3 separate regions of the Sus scrofa genome follow, and regions 1 and 3 are each linked to region 2. The links are chromatin contacts, called in public promoter capture Hi-C maps. All regions are on one chromosome and are shown on one strand. The core of a region is the stretch at or near the end of the contact, and the rest is flanking DNA. Distances in the headings are between cores, read along the strand shown.

Region 1 (4,131 bases), core at 571-3,070, 330 kb after region 2:
CACCACTTGCCTGACTCATCCCTGGAGAATTTGTTCCCAGGTAAACACATCAATTACTCTGTAGCTAAAACTGAAGCATGGAAGTTTTATAGCACAACCAACCTAATGGATGACTACCTTCATGATACTGTAGGGAAATTGTACATGAACCAGAGGAAGAAATGGTAGGCTGAAGAGAGTAAGGCCAGCAGGGTCCTGAAAGGCAAGATCCCAATGTGTAAAAATGAAGGGAAAAGTCAACAGAGGCACAGGAAATTCCTTGTAGCCTAAATGCCACTGTTTTTAATGATTATTATTAAATTATCTTGAACACATCAAGAAGGGGATGCGAAGACTCCTTTCTGAAATAATAATGAGGGGGTCCACAAAGTCATGTGCTTCCTGTTTGGTGTCTGCAACAGCATAACACAAGTTTGAAAGGGACAAAAACTAGAAGAAAGCAGAATGAAAGAGAAGTAAGCCAGAAGTCAGCGGTCTGTTAAAATGCTAGAATTTAACTGTAATTGACTAAGCTATTGAGAAGAAATGTATTGCGTTCAACATCAAAGAAATCTGTAGGTCACCCCCAAACACAAATGTAATGTTTAATTAACTTCTACGATGAAATGGCCATAAAAACTCGGGATTTCAAATCTTTCAAAAACATACACCCATGCATTGATTCCATCCAAAATTATTCTTTAAATCTCTGCAGTACGGCGCGCGCGCGCGAGGGCCAGCGCCAGCGCGAGCGCGCACAGACACACGCACAACTTGATGTAAATCTAGCCTTTCCTGCTTAAACACCCTGAGAGAGGAATGAAAGGCTCAATATGCTCTCCCCTTCTTTAGACCCTAAAAGACTCGAAAACAAGCAAAAGGAGTTCAGGATGAAAAAAGAAGGCAAAGGAATACAAGCGAATACAACCAGAGATCCTCTCAGGGACTCATTTTATTCTTGGAAAATGTCATCTCCATTCCTGCCCAAAGGCCAGGCACCACTGGCGCAATCTCCTCCCTATCCGAAACGCCAGAGAGTTGGCCAACTCATCTCCCAATGTGTCCCCCAACCTCCTCACCTCATCAGCGCTCAGCTCCTCCATCGCTTTCCTCTTAATGGTGAAAGGCGTTACGGAGAGATCCTTCTGTTCTTTGAGACCAGGGCGGGAGGAGAGTGGAAGGTGTCTTTCGGGCTGTCTGGTCCCCCGAATGGGGGAGGTTTCAGAATTGCATAGTCAGAGGTTAAAAAATAAGAACACGAGAGGCACTGAAATGCCTTGGCGTCAGTCACTCCAATCGCCCCAGAGACTCCTACAGCTGCTTATCCCCGAGCAGCCTCCTCTGACTGCCACTGCTGCTGCTACAGGGTTATCTTAAGGCGCCACTTATTACCCTCTGCTTCCCAGGTTACCCAGACTAGCGAGCTCGGTCTCCAGCTCGCCTCGCGCTCGAAGCCTGCTGTGTCTTCGGGGTGGTGGCGCGGCAGCGGATCTTCCCACCGCAGATCTTGCTCTCCTACCCACCCTTTGCCCCTGGCGGGAACAGTTCAACTGCAGAGTGGGTGCCCCGAGGTAAGGCGACCCCAGAGCCGCCCAGGCAGAGCCCAGCACTGACGAGGGAAGCTCCTCCCCTCCCAAAGCAGGCCGGCCACGCCCCGCCTCCACGCCAGAGCCCGGGCAGGGGGGAGGGGTGGACTGGACTCGCGATGCTCGGGCTGGAAGAGTAAAACCTCCTACCCCTCCACCCCTACTCTTACCCCCTCGCCCCACCAAGTATTATTCATCAAAACAACAGGGCGGCCATCTTTGAAAGGGATCACGTGATCCCGCCAGGGAGGCGGGGCTTCTGGCCCCAAGACGAGGCAGCCAATGGGCCGCGGGCGGCGCGCCGCCGATTTCCTCTCGCCTGCATCTCCTCCCGCCCCCGCCCCACCCTCTTCCCCGCCGCCGCGCGGGGCGGGGGAGGGGCGAGCGGGGCCGCGGGCTGGGGGCGGGCGGAGCGCGGGGGGCGGGGCGGCGCGCTGCCATGGCGACGGCGCGGGCGGCGGGCGAGGCCGGCAGGGCCCCGGTAGGTCCCCTGGAGGACCGCGCGGGCTGGCGGCCGCGGGGAGCGAGCACACGCACCCACGCCGGGAGGGGTGGCCAGGAGGGGACGCCCGCCCGCGACTAGGTCCTACAGCGCCTCCGTTGTTCCCAGACGCTCCTTTCTAGCGACTCAAAAAGGCCACTTCCCTCCACGATGCAGGCGAAATGAAATAAAACAGAAAACGCCTCCTTTCTCGGAGGAGCGTACTCTGCCAGACCGCTCACATTCTGAAAAACCTTTCTACGTACACTCTTCTACCTCCACAAACAAAGCCCATTTAGAAGAAAACTCTGACCCAAGTAGAACTTTCTTTCATAATTGTCCTTTTGTTTCTTTATATTTTATTTTTTCGACCGCCCCGCTGGCATGTGGAGTTCCTGGGCCAGGGTCAGAGCTCACCCATGGTTGAGGTGCAGGTTAGGGATCGAACCTGCGTCCCAGTGCTCTCCAGACACCGCAGATCCTGTTGTGCCACAGGGGCAACTTATTATTGTCCTATCAGAGATAGTTTCTGATTTTTTTTTTCAAGTGCGTCCCAAAATGCTGGCAAAATTTGGGAGTTCCCCGTCATGGCCTAGTGGAACCGAATCTGACTAGTATCCATGAGGACACAAGTTCGATCCCCGGTCTCACTCAGTGAATTAAGGATCCGAGCGCGATGCCCTGAGCTGTGGCGTAGGTTAGAGACATACCTCGGATCCTGCCTTGCTCTGGCTGTGGTGTAGGCCGAAGGCTACAGCTCCGGTCTGACCCCTGGCCTGGGACCCTCCATATGCCACGGATGGGGCCTTAAAGAAAAAAAAAAAAAAGATAAAAAAAATTCGACATCACCAAGAATTATTCTATTAGCAACCTTCGAATGTACAATACAGTATTGTTAACTGTGGTCCCTGTGCTGTAGATTACATCCCCAGGACTGACAAATGGAAGCTTGTACCTTTTGCCCACCCACTACCCCTCTCTGGCAGCCACCAATCTGTTCTCTGAAGAATGCAATCACGTTTAAAACATACAGATCTAAATAGAGCGATCAACATAACAATATCATGAAATTCCAGATTTTGCCACATATGAAGAAGAACATACTGAATGGGCTCATTGACTTACCCATAATCGTAAAGATTGCATTCCAGAATTAAAAGTCACAATTTTTTTCTCCTTACTTCAAATAGTAACATGACAGCTAGATATGTAAGGGATTTGTAAGTAAAATTAAAGCACTGCTGGCTTTCCGCTCTCCAGGAAGGGAATTCTGTGTAAGCCAGACTTTTTTTTTTTTTTTTTTTGTCGTTTTGCCTTTTCTAGGGCTGCTCCTGCAACATTTAGAGGTTCCCAGGCTAGGGGTCAAATCGGAGCTGTAGATTGATGGCCTATGCCAGAGCCATAGCAATGCCAGATCTGAGCCGTGTCAGCTCACGGCAATGCCAGATCCTTAACCCACTGAGCGAGGCCAGGGATCGAACCCACAACCTCATGGTTCCTAGTTGGATTCGTTAACCACTGAGCCACAAAGGGAACTCCTGTGTGAGCCAGACTTTAGACTCCTGGTAACACTGATGTTAATACATTTACTTCTTTTTAAAAATGTGATCATTGCTGTATTATTCACGTAACATACAATTTACACGTTTAAAGTGTACAATGGTCTTAAGATATTCACAGTTATTCAACCATCACCACTAAATTCAAGAACATTTCTTACCCCACAAAGAAAGCCTAAGCCTATTAACAGTCACTCCCCTTCCTCCCCTCCTCTCCCTGGGGGCAACCCCTGATCTTCTTCCTGTTTCTATGGATTTACCTACTCTGGACATGTCACGTCACTGGAATCCTCCCCTATGTGATTTTTTTTTTTTTTTTTTTTTTTGTCTCTAGCTGCTTTGACTCAGCTTATGTGTTCAAGATTTATCCACATTATAGTAAAATATCAGTACATCGTTTCTCTAATGCCAAGTAATATTCCATTGTATGGACATACCATGCGTTGTGCAGAGACATTTTGGTGGTTTCTGTCGTTTGACTATTAGGAAGAATGCTGCTGTAAACATTACTGTGTAACTTTCTGTG
Region 2 (4,409 bases), core at 1,308-3,807:
GGTCCGCTATCCCCTAGGCCTGGGGCGGCCGAAAGCCTCAACGAGAGGTCAGACGACAAGGTGTCCAAGAACCAAGAGCAGCACCGTGTGACACAAGGGCCCTCTCCACTGATGATCGGGGACCAGGACGGCACGGAGTTGTCAGCACCTGCCGCAGCACGGCCCACGTGCCCGGTTTTCCTTCCCAAGAGAGATCTACTTGCCGGCATTCCTTAAGAGGACCTTCCATCACTTAAATTATTTAACAATTTGAGAACTGCTACCTTATAGGAATACTGAGAAAAATGAAATCTATTTCTAAATGTGGACAGGCAGGTTTATCGGTGAATAGCACTCAACATTCATCTTACATAATCTGAACTAAGGTTTTCTGAATGTCACCGAGACAACTACTGTCTCCATCCCGGTTGACGATAAACTTTTTTTTTTTTCCTTTTCTAGGGCCGCTTCCCGTGGCATATGGAGGTTTCGAGCTGTGTCTGCGACCTACACCACAGCTCACAGCAATACCAGATCCTTAACCTACTGAGCGAGGCCAGGGATTGAACCCGCAACCTCATGGTTCCTAGTCAGATTCGTTAACCACTGCGCCACGATGGGAACGCCGACGGTGAATTCTTACTGAAATGTCTCTTGGTGTCGTGTTGTCAGAATTTTATACAGAAGGAGTTATTACCACCCGAGGATATGTTGTGACTTAACTGGTGCCAATCAGGTTAACAAACGCTGAGACGTTTAAGCAACAGTTTTGAACGGATCAGATCCAGAAACTGAAAGGGGAAAAAGATCTCTTAAGCAAAAAGAAACGAAACAGCTAAAGGAAGGGAACGAGAGAAGTGCTGCCCACAGGGCCGCAGCTGGGAGGGCGCGGGCCTCACCAGTTTTTCAATGAAATCATCCACAGCCTGACCAGCCTTCACCAGTAGGATGATCCGCCGCGGCTTCTTCAGCATGGAGACCATCTCCTCCAAGGAGCGAGCACCAACCACCCTGGTTCCCTTTGCCTCATTGGCCAAGAAATCATCCACTTTGGAGACTGTCCGATTAAAAGCACAGACCTGGAAGGGCAAAGGCCTGATCAGGAGACCTAGGACACACGAGACCTTCACACCGTAGGCTGAGTAACAGCAGGATTTCTGTGCAGCCCAAGGTTTGGAGGCCAGACCCTGTTTTATCTTTTCCCCACCCAGTGGTGACTGATCACCATAAAGCTAATTTTAACAGGATGAAAAGGCAAAGGTCAACTGCCAGAGATACATGGGGCTAGCTAGTCTCATTATTTGGTTAGGACTCAAATCTAGGAACAGAAGGTTCCAGACTGTTATCTTTTGTTTCTGGTGATCCTTGTATCTAAACTAGTTTAGTATTCACACCGAACTTGCCTCCAGATGCCATTAGGCAATAAAGTTAGAGCTATCCACATCCAGCAGGGTTTCGCCTCCTTAGGCTCCAGACGGGCTTACTCAAGGCTGCAAACCTTTCAGAACCCACAGGCTCACTGAGCAGGACTCTTCTTCTTGAGACAGTCGTGGGGCTGGCCCTCCAAATCCCAGAAGTAAAGTGTTGCTTCTCTCTCTCTTGCAAAAATGTGATAAGCAGCCACAGAGTATATATAAAGAGAACTATCTTACAGGTTATATGGGATCTTTGAAACCAGAACGATCACCAGCATTCAGGCCAAAGCAGCAAGAACCCCTAAGAGTGTGTGTCCCCCCTGACTTACCACAAAGCCGTGGTCGTTCATGTTCAGAATTAAGTTCTGGCCCATGACGGCCAGTCCAATCAGTGCAATATCAGCCCTGAAAGCCAAAGGAAACTGCGTCAGCTGCACTTGGTTCATTACACCTCAAGGACCCAGCATTTTGGAGCTTTTGCTCTTTGTTGAATAACCCGCCTTAACGCTCCTCCATCCCCCTCCCTCCTTTTGCACTTCAGAACCCAGGCTTGCAGCCTTCCTGGAAACTACAGACGGGCCACCCACTCTGCTACTTCACGGATTCGCGAGTTCTCAAGACCTAGCAAACATGCACGCAGAAGGGTGGTCTCGGGGTAACCTCTTCTGTGCTCCGGCCGAGCTGGTAACGACCCCGTTCCAGGCGTCCCGCCCGCCGTCCCCGGGCCCTGGCTCCCCTCGGCCACGCCCGTCCCCTCCCCTCCCTCCTGCGCTTCCTAGGAACCGGATCCGCCGGCGCCACCGCGGGGGGCAGAGGAGCTGGGTCCGAGGAAAAGCGAGGTCGCGGGCTCCCTCGGGGTCCAGCGGTTCCGGAGCCTGGGCCCGAGGGGGCTGAGACCATGGAGGTCCAGGGCTCCGGGCGCCACGAGGCCGGGCTCCGGCGACCCCCGGCACCGAGGCGACGTCGGGGGCAGCTCGGGCCTCGGAAAGTTTCCCGGCCGCCCGCAGGTGGTCACTCACTGGGCCATGGCGGCGGCAGAGCGGGCTGGAGCGAGCAGAGCGGAAGGCAGGAAACGCACGGCGCGGACAACCGGGACTGAACCCCGTCCCGGCTCGCTTCCCCTGGCCGCGGCCGAGGCTTCCCAGCGCCGGCCAGTCAGAAGGGAGGGGTGGAGCTATGGAGCTCAGCCATTGGTCCGCTCCAGCGCCTGTTAGACCACCTGAGGAAAATGGGCTTGCCCACTCCTAGGGCTGGCTCAGGAGAGCGCCGAGCACATCGATGACATCGCTCCGGCGCTCGCGGGGGCGTGGCGCTGGTCACCCGCGCCGGGACTGGCGGAGGGCGGGGGCAGAGGACAAGCGGGGCCCGGATTCTGCTCCGCTGCAAGGTGCGGTAGGGTGATGATGGCTCACGTCCCGCAGCGCTTTCCAGGACAGAGGGCCTTGAACGCCTGTGGTCCAAGTGTCCATTCCCATTGCTGTGGTGCACACCTGAGGTGTTTTTTTGGTTTTTGGTTTTTTTTTTTTTTTTTGTCCTTTGTCCTTTTAGGACCGCACCAGTGGCATATGGCGGTTCCCAGGCTAGGGGGGGTCCTAATCGGAGCTGTAGCCGCTGGCCTAGCCAGAGCCACAGCAATGCGAGATCCAAGCGAGTCTGCGCCCTACACCACAGCTGATGGCAACACAGGATCCTCAACCCACTGAGCGAGGCCAGGGATTGAACCCACACCTCATGGTTCCTAGTCAGATTCATTAACCACTGAGCCACGACAGGGAACTCCAGTGCACACCTGAGTTTAAGCTTGAAATCTCTGGACCTCTGGGCAGGGCCGGGGGGTGTATTCTTGTCTGTGGACACGTGTGATGGGTGCCAGGAAATGTTGCTCCTCACCACGACCTTGAGTGGGAGACGTGTAGCCCCTTTTTGCAGATGAAGAAACTGGCGCAGAGAGGGCAGGCTGGGAATGTACTTGCTGGGGTGGGATGGGGCCGGGCTTGGAGGTCGTGTCACTGAACCCCTTCCCAGCTAAGGAACTAGAAGCGACGCGATGGTGAAAGATCGGTCTAGGACATTAAATATATCTCCCACCGGCAGGAGTCCTGGGTGCACAAGGCATCTTGATCCTCCGCAGGGGACCCTGCCGCCTCCAGCGCAGATCCTTGTGGACTCGCCCAGCTCCTCCAGCACTTTTTAAGGGTTTTTGATTTCTGTGAATGATTCACCGAACAGAGCCTTGCCCTTAGTAAATGTTCAACAGATGTTTAATTACTAGTATCACACAGCTAGTTAGCAGCTAGTTAGCGGCCTCTTGTGCCTATTTCAAGGCCAAGGCTATTTCCATCACACCAGTTGCACAGGTTACTTTGTAATGTAGGTTTTAACAGATACTGTTATAACTTCCATGTTAGCAATGTCCCACAATAGCTGGTTTCCCGCCCCCCCCCCAGGCATGTGGAAGTTGACAGGCTAAGGATGGAACTCCTGTCCCAGCTGTAACCAGAGCCACAGCAGTGACAATGCCAGATCCTTAATCTGCTGAGCCAGTAGCGTCCTCCTAGTGGTTTTTTCCTAATGAAAGTTGTATGTTAATTAAATCACAGTAACTATTTTTTTTTAAATGCAATAGTGGCATCTTACGCTGAAAGTTAAAAATGATACCATAGTCCACTTTATCTTGTATTTTTTCTATATTATGGTTTCTCCACTAGAGACATTCTTTTTATCAATTTTTTTTTTTTTTTGTCTTTTGTCTTTTTGTCTGTTGTTGTTGCTATTTCTTGGGCCGCTCCCGCGGCATATGGAGGTTCCCAGGCTAGGGGTTGAATTGGAGCTGTAGCCACCGGCCTACGCCAGAGCCACAGCAACGCGGGATCCAAGCCGCGTCTTCGACCTGCACCACAGCTCACGGCAACGCCGGATCGTTAACCCACTGAGCAAGGGCAGGGACCGAACCCGCAACCTCATGGTTCCTAGTCGGATTCGTTAACCACTGCGCCACGACGGGAACTCCTTTTT
Region 3 (4,199 bases), core at 1,510-4,009, 430 kb after region 2:
GCTCTGGCGTAGGCCTGTGGCTACAGCTTTGATTGGACCCCCTAGCCTGGGAACCTCCATATGCCACGGGAGCGGCCCAAGAAATAGCAAAAAGACAAAAAAAAAAAGAAAAGAAAAGAATATGAGCAAGAATGGATATTACATGTCAGCCGAATCACCTTGCTGTGCATCAGAAACTAATAGAAGATGGTAAATCAACTATCCCTCAATAAAAAGAAAAGAAAAACCTCCTTGAAGAAGACCAAATATTCAGTCAGGTGAAGGAGAGAGAAGCGCTTAAGAGCCACTGAGGCAAAGGGAACTGTACACTGAGACGGACCAAAGCACAAAGAAGTACCCCACGATCAAGGACTAGGGAGAAGAAGGGCCAAAGCCCAGTCGGCAAAGGCTCTTCAAGATGGAGCTGGAGGCAGATCATGCAAGGCCTTGTTGCCATGCTAAATATTCCGAACCGCATCAGGAATCTCACTGAACAGCAGAGATGTGAGAAGATCAGGACATTTTTAAGACCCCTTTAGTTGCTGTGTGGGCAAAGGATTGAGGGTTTTAGGGAGAGCCTGAATGAAAACACACTTGCAAGTTAGTTATTGCTGGAGCCAAGGTGAGAGCTGATGATGGGTTAAAATTAGGAGTGGAGAAGTGGAGATGGTAAGATGTCAGGAGAGTCAAGATTTGGTCTGGGAGTGGAAAAAAACATGGACTGGACTGAAGGGATAACAGAGAGAGTGGTGTCAAAGATACCCTTAAGTTTTTGTTTGTTTTTTGGTTTGTTTTGTCTTTTTAGGGCTGTACTGTGGCATATGGAGGTTCCCAGGCTAGGAGTTGAATCAGAGCTACAGCCGCTGGCCTACACCACAGCCACAGCAATGCCAGATCTGAGTCTCATCTGTGACCTACACCACAATTCACAGCAACTCTGGATCCTTTACCCACTGAGCGAGGCCAGGGATCGAACCTGCCTCTTCATGGATACACGTCAGATTCATTTCTGCTGAGCCACAACGGGAACTCCAAAGATACCTTTAAGTTTCTGGTGCAAGTAATTGGGTGGCATGGTGACAGAGAAAAGGCAATGTAGGGACCTATTAAGTGTGAGATGAGGCTGGATTAAAATGTAATTTGGTCAAGGGACTAGAGCTTCTTTATCCAATAACACAGCCACATGTGGCTCTTGAGCAAGTGAAAGATGGCTGGTCTGAATTGAGATGTACAATAAGTGTGAAGTATACATATTTCCAGACTGGATGAAAAGAATGTAATTTTTACACTGCTTACATGGCTAAGATGATAATATTTTGGATGTTTTGGGTTAAAAATATGATTTCGATTAAATAAAAAATGTGAGTGGGAGTTACACTGCTGCTCAGCAGTAAGGAACCTGACTAGCAGCCATGACAAAGCGTGTTTGATGCCAGGCCTCGCTCAGTGGGTTAAGGATCCTGCATTGCCATGAGCTGTCACTATAGGTTGCAGACTTGACTCTGATCATGTGCTGCTAAGGCTGTGGTATAGGTCAGCAGCTGTAGCTCAGATTGGACCCCTAGTCTGGGAACTTCCATATGCCCCGAGTGCGGTCCTTAAAAAAAAAAAATAATAATAACAACATGGACGTTAGAGAATATAAATACAGTAAAAAAAAAAAAAAAAAAAAAAAAAAGTATCTCTTATTCTCATTGCATAGGGGAGGGGAAGGAAAGTCCGAAGAGTGGAAGAGGATGAACAGAAAAAGAGTGAAAAGGCTGGGGAAAATCGGGCAGTAAGGCCTCTAAACTGTGGATATTGTCACCCTATGCAATCCTTAAGTTAAATGTCGAAAGTGAGGCTACACTTAAAGATACGCGTCTCTTTAAAAGGGAAAGTGGGTGTTCAGAACAATTTCCATTTTGCCTAAAAAGGGGCGGCTTCTCATTTACTTTCTCCAGGACCAGATTAGATAAAGTCAGACTTTCTACAGAAACAAACATTTTAATCAAGGACCCCCTTCTCCCCAGAAAAATGCACTCGCTACCATACACACGATATTCTAAGTTTAACGAACCCACAGAGGCCCATCCCTGGGCTCTCTGGGCTCGGTGGATTCCAGGTCAGACAGCACCTCCCCGCGTCCGGTGCCCGCCCCCCCCCCCCCCCCGGTTGGAGAGTGGGCCTGCTTCAAAGGTAGCGTCAATATTCCCAGCTCCACGACGCAGGAAGACCACGCTTCTAAATGTTTTGCAACCTCGTCCATTTCAGATTTTTCGGCGGTCCTGGGTAAACCGGTGTCCCCAAGGATTTCGTCCCGTCTAGCCGCTCCCATTTTTAAACACAGACTCGTGTGTGGGAGAGGCCATTATTTTTACGGGATCACTGTGCTTCTGGAGCAGCTAGGGACAGGCAGAGTTTTACCGCAGCGCCAGCTCCATCCTTAGCTGGGGCTCCGCCCCCAGGCCGCCTCCTCCTCAGAGCCACCGCCCCTCCTGCCCCGCCAACCCTCGACCTGCTCTGGCCCTTTGCTCTGAGAGCCCCTCGGCCACTACCCGCGACCGGGTTCCACCCTCTCATCTCGTGGCTCCACCCCAGAGGCACCGGCCCGCCCCTCCCGAGGAGCCCAATGAGGGTGCCCAAGCGGCCAGCAGCATCCGCCCCTCAGATGGAAGCTCCGCCCTGCTAGCCGATTTAACCAACGAGCGCACAGGGCACGCCCACATCTAGCCACGCCCCTGGGTCCGGCCCCCCGCCGCCCTCCACCTCCCGGGCGTTGCTGTGGCCGCGCCTCCGCCGCCCGCGCGGCCAGATGCCGCCCCTCCGCCGGTCCCTCCCTCGGCCGCCTGGCGCCTCCCTCCCTCCCCGCCGCGGTGACTCACGGAGCGGGAGGCGGAGGCTGAGGCGGCCGCTCCCGCTGCTGCTGCTGCTGCTGCTGCTGCTGCTGCTGTGCTGCTGGTGCTGCTGCTGCTCTGCCGCTGCCGCCGCGGCTGCTCGGGCTGTGAGCGCCCAGGAACAGGCCGCCGCGCGCCGCTCTCGGACCCGCAGCCCCCGCCGGCCCTGCCGGGTCGGGCGGCCCAGGTAAGCTCCGAGGCCCGCTCGCACCCGGAGCACCCGGGCCCGCGCCGCGCCGGGGCTCGGGGGGAGCTGCCGGCCCTTTGTCTCCCGGGGAGGGGCCGCGGAGGGCGCCCCCAACCCTGCTCTGACCCACTGGTCGGGCCCCCGGTACTGCGCCCTGGTCTGGGCCTGGCCTCCTGCCCTGCCTGGACGCCGCTTCCTCCTCCAGATCGCCGTCCCTACCCCCGACCCTGGGGCAGAACGCCATCCAGCCGTCCTCACCCCCGCTCGGGGGTCGCCTCCACAGGTGTCCGAGCCATCCACTCTGTTGCTCACCCCACTGCATCGGCGCGGTTGTCATGTCTAACAGCACTCCGGGTCCCCTACCCTCTTGTCTCTTCCCTCACCTGCGCCCCGCTCGCAGCATCCTGACCCTCCGTATAGAGGCCCCCATATTTCCCCAAACTAAGTGCTGCCAAGGTCTGGCCATTGGGCCGCCCTTCCTCTCTCTGGTCTGGGATTGAACTGCCGTCTCCATCCCACCTCTCCTAGTGGGTGTTCCTGGAAGGTACGCATCTCGGCACATGTCTCACCGGTATGGCCGGCGTGTATATGAGAGCCTGCAAAACTACCCACCCAGAGCCCCAAATTGCACTTCTAGCCTCCTTTTCATCACCCCCACCCCAGCCACCTTCTTCTTCCTTGAACCTGGACACATAGGTCTGGATGCCCCACCTCTGTGGGGCCCCACATGCCTTCCTCTCCCTTGCGTGCTGAACTTGTCTGAGCAGTACCTGCTTTCAGGGTAGCCCCTGGGAAGGCCCAGGAGGCCTGTGTTGGCAGCAAATCAAGAGTTTTGTGAACAGTGAGGTGTGTGGCTTGCAGCACCTCCTGTCCGAGGGTCTAAGTGTGCTCTCACTGTTAATTGTTTTGTCTCCTGTCACTCATCAAACCCAGGGAAGTGTGCCCGGCCGACTGCTGGGTAAATAGAGGCACAGGATGTATGGGTAAAGGACCTGGAGACAGGTCAGCGTTTGCTCCCTAGTGTCTTGGCTCTTCGTTCCCTGCTGTGACTCCTGGGCTCTAGTTCCTGGCTTTAGACTCTTTTTTTTTTTTTTTTTTTTTTTTTTTTTTGTCTTTTTTGCTATTTCTTGGGCCACTGCCACGACATATGGAGGTTC

What was found. Promoter capture Hi-C pulls out the DNA fragments that hold promoters and counts their contacts.
Region 1: a contact with region 2 is called in a promoter capture Hi-C map of liver, with 4 times the contacts expected there. The contact joins the promoter of UBE4B here to the promoter of PGD in region 2. A contact is called at or near these places in 1 of 5 promoter capture datasets (liver), 1 of 47 Hi-C or Micro-C datasets (liver) and 2 of 2 datasets of contacts at active chromatin or transcription factors (alveolar macrophages and skeletal muscle).
Region 3: a contact with region 2 is called in a promoter capture Hi-C map of fetal skeletal muscle, with 4 times the contacts expected there. The contact joins the promoter of CTNNBIP1 here to the promoter of PGD in region 2. A contact is called at or near these places in 3 of 5 promoter capture datasets (fetal liver, fetal skeletal muscle and liver) and 1 of 2 datasets of contacts at active chromatin or transcription factors (alveolar macrophages).

What each region holds. Positions count from the first base shown.
Region 1 is chr6:70,343,478-70,347,608 of Sscrofa11.1, reverse strand. It overlaps UBE4B (ubiquitin conjugation factor E4 B), which reads right to left and starts at 1,820. Exons shown (of 27, transcript XM_021095312.1): 1 at 1,059-1,820. The coding sequence starts at 1,082.
Region 2 is chr6:70,673,899-70,678,307 of Sscrofa11.1, reverse strand. It overlaps PGD (6-phosphogluconate dehydrogenase, decarboxylating), which reads right to left and starts at 2,557. Exons shown (of 14, transcript XM_003127557.4): 1 at 2,414-2,557; 2 at 1,724-1,799; 3 at 879-1,058. The coding sequence starts at 2,421.
Region 3 is chr6:70,240,120-70,244,318 of Sscrofa11.1, reverse strand. It overlaps CTNNBIP1 (beta-catenin-interacting protein 1), which reads left to right and starts at 2,759. Exons shown (of 4, transcript XR_002344887.1): 1 at 2,759-3,042.